Regions from separate parts of the Bicyclus anynana genome. Here region 2 is linked to region 1. The links are chromatin contacts, called in public Hi-C maps. All regions are on one chromosome and are shown on one strand. Each heading gives the region's core, a stretch centred on a gene start, on an enhancer-like site or on the middle of the called end of the contact. The rest is flanking DNA. Distances are from core to core; before and after follow the strand shown.

Region 1 (6,665 bases), core at 1,938-4,437:
AGTAGAGTAGTGGTAAGGAATAATATTAACATGTTAGAGATAAGCTTGTTCATCTCATATCAGTGTGCACTCACCCCATAATTAAGGGAGGACCTTGGTTCAGAGATGACTTTTCTAGCATGAGATATAGTAGTGCAACCAACAGAATAAGTCAGTCACACAAGGCTTACATGCAGATATTTCATTTATTGAGGTTGAGACTACCAAAATATTTTAACTAAATATATTACTTACTGGTTGCCAAATTCACAAGCTACAAATAAAAAGCCAGTTTTCAAAACACACATGGCTGTTGCAACTGGTACAGTGTCAAAGTATTTGAGCTTAATTTCCGTGACCATGTCTTCGTCAGTCTCAATTGTTATCTTGAATATGTCTCCCTGTTCTGTTTGTGCTAGGAAGAAGTACATTGATTTTGTTTTGTGTGTCGCAGAACAGACAAAGATCATTCCTCTCTCAGGATCATCTAAATCATTGCGTCGCCTGGGTATGGGGCATCTAATGTCATGCTGGTCTCCCAAATTTTTGTATGTGAGATAGTTTTCCGAGCAGATAAGTACACCTGAGGGCCCGTCGTTACCACCAGGGACTGTTATAAGGAAGTTGGCATGTTCCTCCAGTGGTTCAGAATACTTTCTAACAACATGGTTGAGACCCAAATCTAATTCATAAAAAGTTAATGTCTGTTGTGTCTTTTGAGCAGCTTCACCTACAATGAATTATCAATATTACATTTCTGAACATTATACATAGTGAAATTATTGATGATGTATTGCAATCATTTAAGAGAGGATTTGACGTCACTGCCAATAAGAAACACGGACCTCAAAATAATCATTTGAAGTAAATGCAGCCTAAGAGGGCATTTCTTATGAAAATAAAATATCTAGATATCTATTACCTATAGGATATTTCTATATATTTTTTAAATATTTAAGTTAGGTTGCAAATTTTGTATTTCAGATAAACAAGTAAATAACAAGACAATAAAATTACCTGTAGGATCAGCATCAGCCTCCTCATAATCTATCTCCAAACAAGCAAACATGGGGTTCTCAAAACCAACATCCACACCCACCATGTGATAAACTAAGGTGTTGGACTTGTGAGCTTCTAGTGGGGAGGAAATGGTTAATCTGGCTTCTGCATCTCTGTTTAGAATGTACACTAGTTTTTGTTTCTCAATGGCACCTAAAAGAATAATATAAGTTATAACAAGCTGGCTGACCATAGTAACTAATATCTAATCTAATTAAAAGGATCTATGGACATCAGAAAGGTCCATGTCCAACTATAAAGGACATAGACCTTTCTAGTGTGTCTCTGTGAAATATATTCAATGCATTTGCAGTGTAGAGCTTTGAGCATTCTTTTATAGACATAATCTTAATTATTAAAATTTCATTTTATAAGCTGAATTTAGAGCTTATTTTTAATGTCATTAGCTGTATTATGTATTTTTGATATAACCATGATGCAAACAAGATAATTAAAATCATTATAATTGTTTTTCATCATACATTTTTTAAAATAATAAAAAAGTAAAGTGGATACAAAATCTATAAATTCTTACCAATCATAACAGCTCTGCCTTTAGGGTCAATAGCTAGATACTGTCCTGGTACTATCCTCCGGCAACCTGATTTTCCAAATGTTTCTTGGTGCACTTTTTCTAGAATATTCTTTGCTTGAATGTACTCCAATATCACAATACGTCCAGAATCTGATCCAACTACCAAGTAATCTGTAATAAAGAATGTGTTCAAGCAATTCTATCTAGTTTAAGCAAAGGTAGAAATTATAGAAAACTTCTTGTATACTGAAATGTACCAAAAACACGAACATCCCTGCAATTATTTTCAATTGCAAAGAGCGACGCGTTGGATTCAGTCTATGCATCTAGTTAATCCATATACCTTTATTAAAAGGCAATGGAGCAAGACAATGCAATATCCACAATTAATGAATTGAACGATATCCAGTAAAGAAATCCTTCCGATAGGATCATCTTTTAAATTGAAAATCATTCATAATAGCCCACTGAAAGAGCACTTTCAGCTGTTACATATTAATTTATTCAATATTTGAAATTTCTTACCATATATTACAAATTTCATTACAATACTTTATTTTATATTAAAAGCTTTAGCAATTGGAGGAAGAAATAAATGAAGACAGTTCGGCATCTTTCCTTGAAGTTTATTTGAAGCTGACAATGCTGTTCAAATTCTATTGGCGGCCTCGAGGTGCTAATGTTAGACTTTGTAATACCTTTTGTAAGAAATAAACTAAATATTTCATAGCCTGACCAAAAATTTGAACTCAACACCTCATGAAGTCATGACCTATAGGCAAACCACTGACCAACGTTACGTTAATAAAATAAATAATGTATTTAGAGTTTCTTTCGAACCCCCTTTGCGAGTAATTAAGGGTTATAATTACTCACAAGGGGGGGTCGAAGCACTTTCCTAACCTAAATCAAGTCGGGGTCAATGACCACGTGGGTTGCAGACAATGTCAATTACCTTTAGTGCCGCCGGTGAGACGAAACGACATCATTGAACGTATGACGCCGAATATTTCAACTTTCATCAGCGTATGAACTTTGCCGGTGTTAGGATCCGGTCTGAGCATTTCCAACGTTTTCCCACGCGATATTATAATCTCCTGTTGCTTTGTGCCGGAGAAGTTACCGTGGACGGCGTGCGTAATGGCCGAAGACCCTTGCAGTGTTAGGTTATACAAATACATCTTGGATCGGCCTTATTCACTCTGAAACGAAGCGATCTTTTATAAACTCTAAAAAATATTGCGAACTTTAGAATCATAAGCGAGTATGGGTTGTTAGGCTCGTAACTAACGAAAACAGAATAGGATTGTGTATTCGAATGGGTGAGCATATTTGTTTTAGCACTAAATATACGACCACGACTGACACTTAAATCTAGCCGAGGAGATACCATATAGTGCAAAATATTCACACGAAAATTCAGTATTCGGTACATTAAAATATTAGAATACTTACTTGCATAGAATAAGTAACCGATTGCCGCAATGCGGCCAGATATTTTATTTCACCACCGGCTTCTGCTTTCAACAGCCGCAAAATGGCGGACGCTGCTCCCACAGACGCTTGAACACCCATTTCACGAATAGCAAGGATGTTATAATTGAACTAACCAATCAAAAAAGAGGATTTTCTGACAAAGCGTCAGTATATATAAGTGTAGTGTTGCCATATATAAATCTTATTAAATAAAATTAAATCAGCTATTTATCAATAGATGGCGCTAACTTTTAAACTATTAGGCAATAGATGGCTCTGCAAAAAGTACTCCACCAGTGACATCTAGTGATAATTTTAGAATTTAGATCCGACTACTTAAATTAGTAGCCAATAGATGGCGGAACCAATAATAATGCGCCGTTTCGGCCTTTTTCAAACCATACTAATTTAAAAATAAAAGTGGCGTTTAGTGATTTAATAATATTGTTATTATTAATATATTAACTACCTGCCAAATAAAACATGATAACGTTTAGTTATAATTACTACATTCATACCTAGTTCATACCCACACAAGGCTTTGTTATGTACTTATGTATAGTAGGTATATTTCGATGTATGGTAGTGGAGATCGTCCTAAATGGAGGTGGGTAGGCATCTACACTAATTTAATTATGAAAAAAGGCGTGTTTAAAAACAAATTTTTATTCGTGCCTTGGACTACTACTAGGACCTTGGACTCATCCACTGTACCTAAATCCTACATCACCTGTCTTTTACAGAAACTCAGAAAAAATAAGATAAATATATACCTATAAACGCCGAAAACATATAGTTTCAGTTTTCTTCATAGAAGTTCAAAGAAGGGTTCAAATGCCCTTTGCTAACATGTCAGTTATCCTTAGGTACATGTATAAAAAAAAATTCATTGATGCACTGTGAGATCTCATACTGACGATATTTAACTACATAAATTAATTAGCAATTTAATCTGACACACAAAAAAAGTATTGTCATGATACTTATATTTTTAAAACCAGTTAGGTTAGTACCTACATAAACATTATAAATAAATAGTTACTGCAATGTTTTTTGTTCTCAGTGAACAACCTTGGCATTAACCGACCGAACACCTGAAGCGTTTCGGTGGGATTTAGTTTCGTTGTCTGTATTGTAAGGGCCGCTGCGTTGCATTGTGGTCGTTTTAATTCTATTTTGTGACTGCGGGCTCGGCGCTCGGCGCGTCGCGTCACAATGTATCGGATCGTGGCCGCACCTGAGTATTTGGTCCCATTTCACTTTGAGACGCCGCGTTCTTTATTGGATCATCAGTCAACAACACGAATGTCCCTATTTGAGTTTCTTTTTACCACTGTTTGAGTTTATTCTTTCATGTTGGTATACACCTACCTACTTAATATGTACTTAACGTGCAAGTATTACGTAAGTACGTTAGGGGGCGAGGGGTCCTTGCTTTGCTTAATTTTGATCACATGTTGGGGGGGGAGATGATGATTACGTCAGCACACACACTGTCTGAAAACGAAACGCATTTTTTGAGATTGACGCAAATAAAAAAATGCATAAGTAAGTAAAATTATTAATAAGTTCACGTAAGCATGTGAGGGGGAATAAGAGTTCTGCTGACTTTTGCTGACAAGTGGGATGGGGAGGGGATAATTGTAATGCTTCTGCTTACGTAATATTCGAACGGCCCCTTACCAATGTTTTTAAATTAACGCTTGACTGTAGTATCTATGTAGATAGTGATGTGTATTGTTTAAGTATATTTATTTATTTATTTTATCTCGTCCAGCAGTGGACGTGCATCGGCTGTTAATGATGATGATGATGATGATGATGAAACTATAAAAATGTTTGGCTTTTTAAAATAAACAATTTTTAAGTATGTCGGCATTTCTTATTAATTCATTATACTATAGTCGTAGTCACTAGTGCTTGTAATATATGAATGTTGAATTCATCATCATCATTATCAACGTATAGTCGATTCACTGCTGAGCACGAGTCTCTTCTCAGAATGAGAGGGGTTGGGCTAATAGTCCACCACGCTACCCAATGCCTGTTGGCAGACTTCACACACGAAGATAATTAAGAAAACTCTATATGCAGGTTTCTTCATGATGCTTTTTCCTTCACTATTTTGGGATACGGGAAAGTTGGAGGTACATATCCCGGACCTGATTCGAACCTACGCCCTGCGAATCGAAGGCAGACGTCATTTCCACTGGGCTCTCATGCCTCGAATTTTGAATTAGGTTAGGTATGTGATTTAATAAATTATAATAATGTCTGGCATACATTATATTAACACCACAGTTAGTAAATCTTTACAAGAAGTATAACTCCGTGGAGCTTAAGCGCTTTAGCATAATCGCGACTACCTGACGCTTATGATTCCCTGAGCGCAACGGTAGCGCCATAGACATCTCAATAATCAGGCTTTAGAAATGGCGTGCGTATTCCACTACAAACTAATATGGAAACCATATCCAGTGTAGCAGAAACATTTCGCCGTGTGCGTCATTTCTTTTTATGCGTTTTAAGAAATTAAATATCACGTATCTCAAAGGAAAAACATCGTGAGGAAACCTGCATACCTACCAGAGAATTTACTTAACTCTCTGCGTGTGTGAAGTCTGCCAATTCGCAGTGGGCCAGTCTGATTGACTATTGGCCTTACCCGTCTCATTCTGAGAGAGAGAGAGAGAGGGAGAGACTCGAGCTCAGCAGTGACCCGAATATGGGTTGGTAATGATGATGATGATGCACAATTTTACATTTCTTGAACACACAACTCGACATTGTAGACAATATTTAGTTATTATTTATTTAAATAACTTTCCTCGTTTGCAATGAACCTAAACCAAATAAACACAATTAGCCACTTTTGTCCGCCTCAGTATCAACGCGCTAGTGACCTGTCTAGTAGTATAAAATCTTTGCCCATTAAGTGAATAATTTACAAGGTTTGCCGGGTCACCTAGTTATTAGGTACTTAAAAAATAGATACGTCATTTCTATTTCCTTTTTATTAGGAACTCTATGGGTTGGCCAGGCAGAGCGGGCGAGGCGACGACCCTGCACGTGTGCTACCTTGGCAACGGGTAAAATCTCCACGTTAAGGGCCGGAACTACCTACCCACCTTGAGTGACATTTTCATATGCATTTTTATATGTGAAGAATTATAGAGAAACATTAATCTATATATATAAAAATGAATTGTTGTTCGTTAGTCTCGCTAAAACTCGAGAACGGCTGAACAGATTTATCTTATCTTGGTTTTGAAATGTTCGTGGAGGTATAGAGAAGGTTTAAAAGGTGAGAAAAATCAGAATAATTGCCGGGAAAACCATAAAAACAACCGTTTTCTATTTCCCATACAAATGTTTTAGAGTCAAGCGGATTTCTCATACAAATGTTTAAGAGTCAAGCGGAAGAAGTAGGGGTAGGGAGGGGTAGGGTTAGAGTAGGGATAGGGAAGAAGTGCACATAAGTCAAAGCGAAGCCTGACCGGGTCCGCTAGTCTGTATATAAACTACGTTGAATAGCGTTATATAGAGTGGCGCCAAAAACAGGTTTTAAAGAACAGTATTGTTATCTAATAAGTTGGTGCTGACACAACCTTCGTGC
Region 2 (6,665 bases), core at 3,037-5,536, 280 kb after region 1:
TTTTACTACATAAAAGCCTTCTTAAATGCCATTGAATTCTTTTTTAGATTCAAAATACCTTTTCTGTGTAGCTCTCTTTATATTAAGACATTAGCTTTTTATGAAATATTTTATGTGATAAAAGAAACCGCTTATAATATAGAATCATTCATTGAGGAATAGTTTTTGTCATAAGGGTTTTGATCATACATACACGTTACATCGAATTTGTGATTATTCGAATCTTGGACTAAAGCTATTGATTTTCCCATCGACTTTCACAATTACTATTTCTATTCATTAATGGAAGCGGAAAATCAGCGCTGTGCACTATGCATAGCACAAGGCTGAGTTTGTGGCCAGTTGCCATATAGCTAGGCGAGAAGTAGTTATTTATTTTATTATTCAATTAAATTTTCCAAACATGGGAACACCCCAGAGTAACCAGAGTGAGTCTTTAAAACTGCGTGCTGAAGCCGGTGAAACCTACAAAAAATTCACGCGTCTTCTTGATATCAGCGTAAACAAATTTTTTTATAATTTGTATTTCAAAATTTAACAATAACAACAATAACGTAAATTAGTCAATAATTACCAATAAAAAAATACTCCATCTTATTTCTTTAGTTTTTGAGAACAGTTTTTAAAACATTTAACAACATAAGACGCTATTTTTCTAGAATAATATTGAAAATTAAATTACTGATGCAACGCTTCGTGTCGTACTGACTCGGGAATGTATTCGTTTTTGAATTTTGTATTTGTGACGGGTACGACACTGTCGTGTTCCGTGCGCTCAATCTGCCTATTATTGATTAATCTATCGTGAACACATATTATTATCTATAGAGACTGTATGTATGTAATGTACATGGTTATGTACAGTAGGTATGTATGTATAGATTAAAATTAGATAAGGGAGGAACATAAAGTCGTTTTTTTTTAAATATATTATTTAATCAAAGTTTCTAACATTGTTATCTTGCACTTTTCCATTTTATAGGTTCATTGTTCTATTTACTAAAAAAACATTCGGACGGCAATCAATAAAATCTTTGAACGTGCTTTAGACTGCTTCATCAGGCTTGAATGTTTTACCTTTTAATATGCTATCTAAATTTCGAAACAAAATGGTAATTTAATGGAGCAAGGTCCGTGGAGTATGCCTGCAAAGAAGCGCAGAAGGTTCCTACACTTAGCTGATCTGATAGACATAGACATGGCACCTATCTATAAGTTTCTACGTACAGGTACGCTTCATAAACGGGAAATCGAAATATGAGGATGGCAAGATCAAAATCAGCATCGATGGTAAGTTTGTCTTACCATCAGCGGACCAGAGCAGACCTAATTTAGAAAATAAATAATAATCCATTGCTCCGTGTCAAACTGGTACATCTACTGACTACGCTACGCCAAAGAGGTCGAACCATTAATTTTTATGCGATATTCGTGGCAAGTAAACTTTAGAGGCCAATTACTTTTGTATTCACAAGTTGTCAAAGCGAGAACAATAGCTGCAGTGCTTTAATGTGCCGCGCTCGAGCGAAGCGCCGTACGAGTTATAGAGTAGATAGGTAGGTAAGGTACATAGGGACTCGACTTATAGGGAAGGGAATGTTTTAATCATAAGACTAATAACCTATAGACCTGCAACACGTACCTAACAATTTTTCACTCCAATCGTAAACACTTCTGTGACTATGTTAGCGTAAAGCTAATTACAGTCGCCGACACGCACACGAGCGTACTTATCGATGCGTCAAGGGCTCCCATTTCGGGGCACATATAACTGCTTACGAATCCTGCGACTACACACTATCTATGTGTTATAAACCTATGGTTCAAACTAGCGGATGCTCGCGACCTCGTCTGCGTTGAATGCGGTTTTTTTAATTTTTTCCCTCGTTAATGCCCAGCAAAATGATAGACTAAAGCGGTAAAGCTTTTAAAAGCTTAAAACCTTATCGATTGGTCATAAATGTCATATAGAAATCTACATTATTTTCAGATAACTTTCTTTCCTTATTTCCGATCTTAATAAAAACAAGTCGCGAGCAATCGGAAAATCGTATGAAAATCCGTTAAATACCTACCTACCTAATAATCAAAGATGTGCGTGAAAATAATATCACACACACACACACACACGATTTTTACTCTCGTAGTTTATAGGTGTATAACAACGTGTAGAACAGTAAATGATAAAGATTATAAGTCATTCTTTGCAATAATTATCGTCAACAACATTTTATGTGGATGCCAGCCAGTGGGAAGTATGAGGAAGGCTGAAGATCGAACATATCGATATTTTGTTCAAAGGTTACAACGACCCTAGTTGAGATAGTCGAGACTCGAGCGTGGTCGAGCCGCTCGCGTGAGTTGTCCTCTGCGGTGGTGTGGGTTAGCGTTGAGTAGGACATACAAGAGGCAGGACATTTGTCCCGTACATGACGTCACAATGTAAGAGCGGCTCAACATTTAAAAATGTACTACTTCACATTTTCTGTCGCGGTAGTTGCTTTACCCGTACGCGAGAGAAAGCGAGACACTATAGTATGCGCATTATCATCTGAGTCGTCCGGTCATAGAAGTCAAAAAAGATAGGAATGTGCAGCGCGCCTACCTGCGCACCCTAATTATCGATAAACGGCTACCTGCGCACGTGCTAATGATGAGTCAATAATGATTTGGACGATTCTGATTGGTCGGTTTCTAATGTAATTGCATTGCGTATTTTTTTTGCTATAAATGTGTTTACTGCAATTAAATAAATACATTCATGTGTTACTCGTTGCGCACTATGGATACTAATATATAATAAATTTGGCAGAAGACGAAGATTCTGATGATGAAGACTCAGATGAAGATTAATTTTATTTAGTTAATAATTATATAATATGAAATATGTATTATATTAAATCAAATATTGTTAATTTTTTTAATTTTGTGAACAAGATACGATAATAAACTTTACTTATCGATAATATGTCTTTCATTGTTACACCCTTCACTAGACGGCTCCATAAGACCCATAAGTGCAAGCGAGATAGATATAGAGAAATGATTTATGGCCCTAAGACTCAGTTGTTAATGCTATTAGTATAGTACAAAAGTCGAATGGGACGTCATTCTGTGGTCCTGTCATATAATTTTGTACTATATCCCATAACGCGACGGAAATAGTAGGTATACGATGCGTTTAGAAATATTATTTTTTGAATTTGGATTTATTCAATTGACATTTTATAAAAATAAAAATTACTTAATAATTTAAAACTGAAATATAATAACCAAGGTGAATCGATCTATTTTATATAGGTTAAAAATAAGTTTGGCATTTAATATCAGTATGTAAGACAAACTATTACTAACATAGAATACTTGTACCGAATCGTAAATCTATGATTACTAAGCTATATTATTGTACTAGTACAAACATGACATTTGTACACGTTGCTTCAAACAAAGTTCAAATATGACATTTGTATTCGTTACTTCAAAATTCAAATGTAGTGCCAAGCTTCAGTACGCCTCGCCTCATTTGAAGTGGGACATTGTACTGCCTCGGTACAAAAAAGAGGCAACACTTACAAACTCTTTTTCAAGTCATGTCCTACCCAACACTAGTGTGGGTGAATGCTGCGCGCGCAGGTGTGTCTGAGACTGGCCGGCGCCGGCGCACATTCCTGCGATGGTCACGGGCTCACGGCGCGGCGCCCATTGACGATTGCGGACGCGATTGCAAAGCCACGATGCCGACCTCAACAATAAAGAGTATCTATATAGTTATATCTCTACAATAAGTTCCATAATTACCTACGCATAATAAAGAAAAGGGTACCTAGTGTTAGTGACTTATTGGTTTACCTGAGACGTCTAAACAGAACCCATTAAATAAACCATTTGGAAAAATAATTCGGCTCGGCAGTCCGTTGAAGATACCATGCATGATTAGTCTATATTGATATTCATAATTTTATAAAGATAAAGAAAAGATAAGTTATTTCTGCAGAAATCTTTACTTTGAGTACTAGTAGCGACATCTATTGAGATATTTTTCATTTAGTAAAACAACGCCATCTTAAAACATTTTGCAGTAACATTTTCTTGGATAAATTTTCTTAGCTACTAGACACTAGATGGCGCTGCGATTGAAATTTTTATAAAGGAAAACCTGCAGCAAAAAAATAATTAAAAAAATTTAAAATTGAATAAAATAAACTTCTATTCAAAGATTTATTATAATTTTAATTATTTTTGACTCAAATCAACAAATTATAAATAAAAATGTATTAAAATGTGGCAACACCACAAACACATGGCAGGAATTCCAGTTTGACCGGCGTACAAATTACGAATATTCTAGATTTTAACTCAAAAGTCACAAAATAAAATCTCTATTCATTTGTTATAAGTTTCGTGCTGATAGAAGATAAAACTCCTAAAAATGTCCAACGTAGTGAAACAGTTAATTCCCTTGCTGGACAGAGTACTCATCAAACGAGCGGAAGCAATCACGAAAACTGCAGGAGGCATTGTGATTCCAGAAAAAGCACAATCTAAGGTGCTCCACGGAGAAGTTGTGGCTGTGGGTACCGGCTCAAGAAAAGACAACGGAGACTTCATCCCCATCCTCGTAAAGGTGGGAGACAGAGTCTTGCTACCCGAGTATGGCGGCACCAAAGTTAGCTTAGAAAATGATGAAAAGGAATACCATCTCTTTAGAGAATCTGATATTTTAGCGAAGATTGAGAATTAATTTTAGTGTTAGTTTTAATTTCCCGCGGTTCGAATTATTGGTTAATTAGTTATTGTAGTGTCTGAACATGATGTGATTGTGTAATATGTTCATTGCTGTGGAACATGATGTTGTCTTTGCATTTATTATAACGATGTTATAAAACTGGTTGTATTCATTGTTACCTCTATACCTTACACACTAACAACTTACACTGAATAACAATGATGCAATGTTATAGGTTATCTTGAAATTGCACTTTGCACTTAACTATAAATGAAACCACTATTGCAAATCAATTTTTGTTATATGTAAAAGAAGAGATGGCTGGATTGTGTGAAAGAGAACATGTGTGTAAAGGGAGTGGATGATGAGTTGACGAGCAATAGAGATTAATGGAAAAGTATGACATAGTTTTCCGACTAGTGGGATAAGGGAATGGAGATGATGATCTCAAGACAACTTTAATTTCATTGCAGCATGCGACTATTAACTATACAGTTTATTAGGTACAATATTATTTTTAGGTTACAACTTAGAGCTTAGTTATTAATTTTATCAAAAATTCTTATAGTAATTTTATATCATTATTATATACAGAATAAAACTCATATTGTTATTTAAAAATTATATGTACTTCGTTTTACTTATATGTACTTTTTATATGTACTTTATATGTACTTTTTATATGTACTTTGTTTTACTCTGGATCCAATCCAAAATATTTAGGCAGCACTTGGCGCGCTACATGCCACAAGTTGTCATATGATTACATGTCAAAGAAATGAAAGAGGAACAATCTAGAATTTTAAATCTACTTTTAGATTTACATACAGTTCCCAAACATAGTGATTATATTCTTTCATAGTTCGCTGTGAAAGTAAAATGGGTAATATGTTTCAGATTTGAGGTCCTGATGTAACTTTTAATCTATTTAATATATGCACCCAACAATGTTGCAAAGGGCTGTTCAGGGCAATACCTATATTTTCTCAAAGCAATTTAATATTATTGTAGACTTTGGTATAGATGATGTCAGAAGGCTCCCAAAGGGGAATGAGTACCAGCCTATACGTCTGCCCAGGGTACCTATATACCCTGTTTAAGATTATGTGGAAATGATAATGATGTATAAATAAGGATCTGGTTAAATAATTGGCCTAATGAATGAAGAATAATGAATATTTTTACCCTTTCTAAGGCAAAACGTTTGTCGGTGTATAAAAGCAGTAAAGTAACATTTGAAACTGTATTTTTTTTAATTATATTTTTTTCTATTACCAACAAACTTAACAAACAAGAAAATGAACAAACAAATCAATCATAAGTAACAAAAAACAAAGTAATCATAATCAAACAATAACAGGGAGGTCCTGGATGCGGGCAACTCTTGACTGTGTTGTTTGTAAGTACATTAAAGGCCTACTTTTAGCAGTAACATCATGATAATGATAATATGTTCACATAAATAAATATCCAATATTAACAGAAGCCTGTCACTTTGTCCACCCTCAATCCTTCCTTATACCGGCCCTGGCGCAAAATCCATTCTCAGCAGACTTCTACTAACTACAAACTACCTCCCTGCCAAATTTCATCTCTGTATGTCAAGTAAATGTACTTTTAGTAACAGCAAATGCAAAGCAAATGTTTTTTTATGTATTGTTATTATTGTGATTACTCAAAACTATTTTATGGATTACTGATGTAGGATATATTTTCAGATAAATAATAAAATAGGAAGTATTAAGGCATTTTACTCTCATTTGTTTAAGGCATTTATTAATATAGCTTTAATTAATACTGATTAAACTAATTGATCACTTCAATCATTCTTTTGCACTTGTAACAGTAATAAACCTGACAGTGATATTTACAAACAATTACATCACAACTGGCCTAGATTCTCTACTGATATTTTAAATAAAAACTGACATAAAATACA

What was found. Hi-C and Micro-C count contacts between places; a contact is called where the count stands out from the background.
Region 2: a contact with region 1 is called in a Hi-C map of whole body, with 7 times the contacts expected there. The contact joins the promoter of LOC112044716 here to the promoter of LOC112044702 in region 1. A contact is called at or near these places in 2 of 2 Hi-C or Micro-C datasets (whole body and whole larva).

Annotation. Positions count from the first base shown.
Region 1 is chr15:5,678,451-5,685,115 of ilBicAnyn1.1, forward strand. LOC112044702 (splicing factor 3B subunit 3) reads right to left here and starts at 3,188. Exons shown (of 17, transcript XM_024080624.2): 1 at 3,029-3,188; 2 at 2,529-2,775; 3 at 1,574-1,744; 4 at 997-1,191; 5 at 235-709. The coding sequence starts at 2,754.
Region 2 is chr15:5,952,744-5,959,408 of ilBicAnyn1.1, forward strand. LOC112044716 (10 kDa heat shock protein, mitochondrial) reads left to right here and starts at 4,287. Exons shown (of 1, transcript XM_024080654.2): 1 at 4,287-4,885. The coding sequence starts at 4,430. The coding sequence ends at 4,741. LOC112044714 (glucose-fructose oxidoreductase domain-containing protein 1) reads right to left here. Exons shown (of 1, transcript XM_024080651.2): 1 at 6,458-6,665.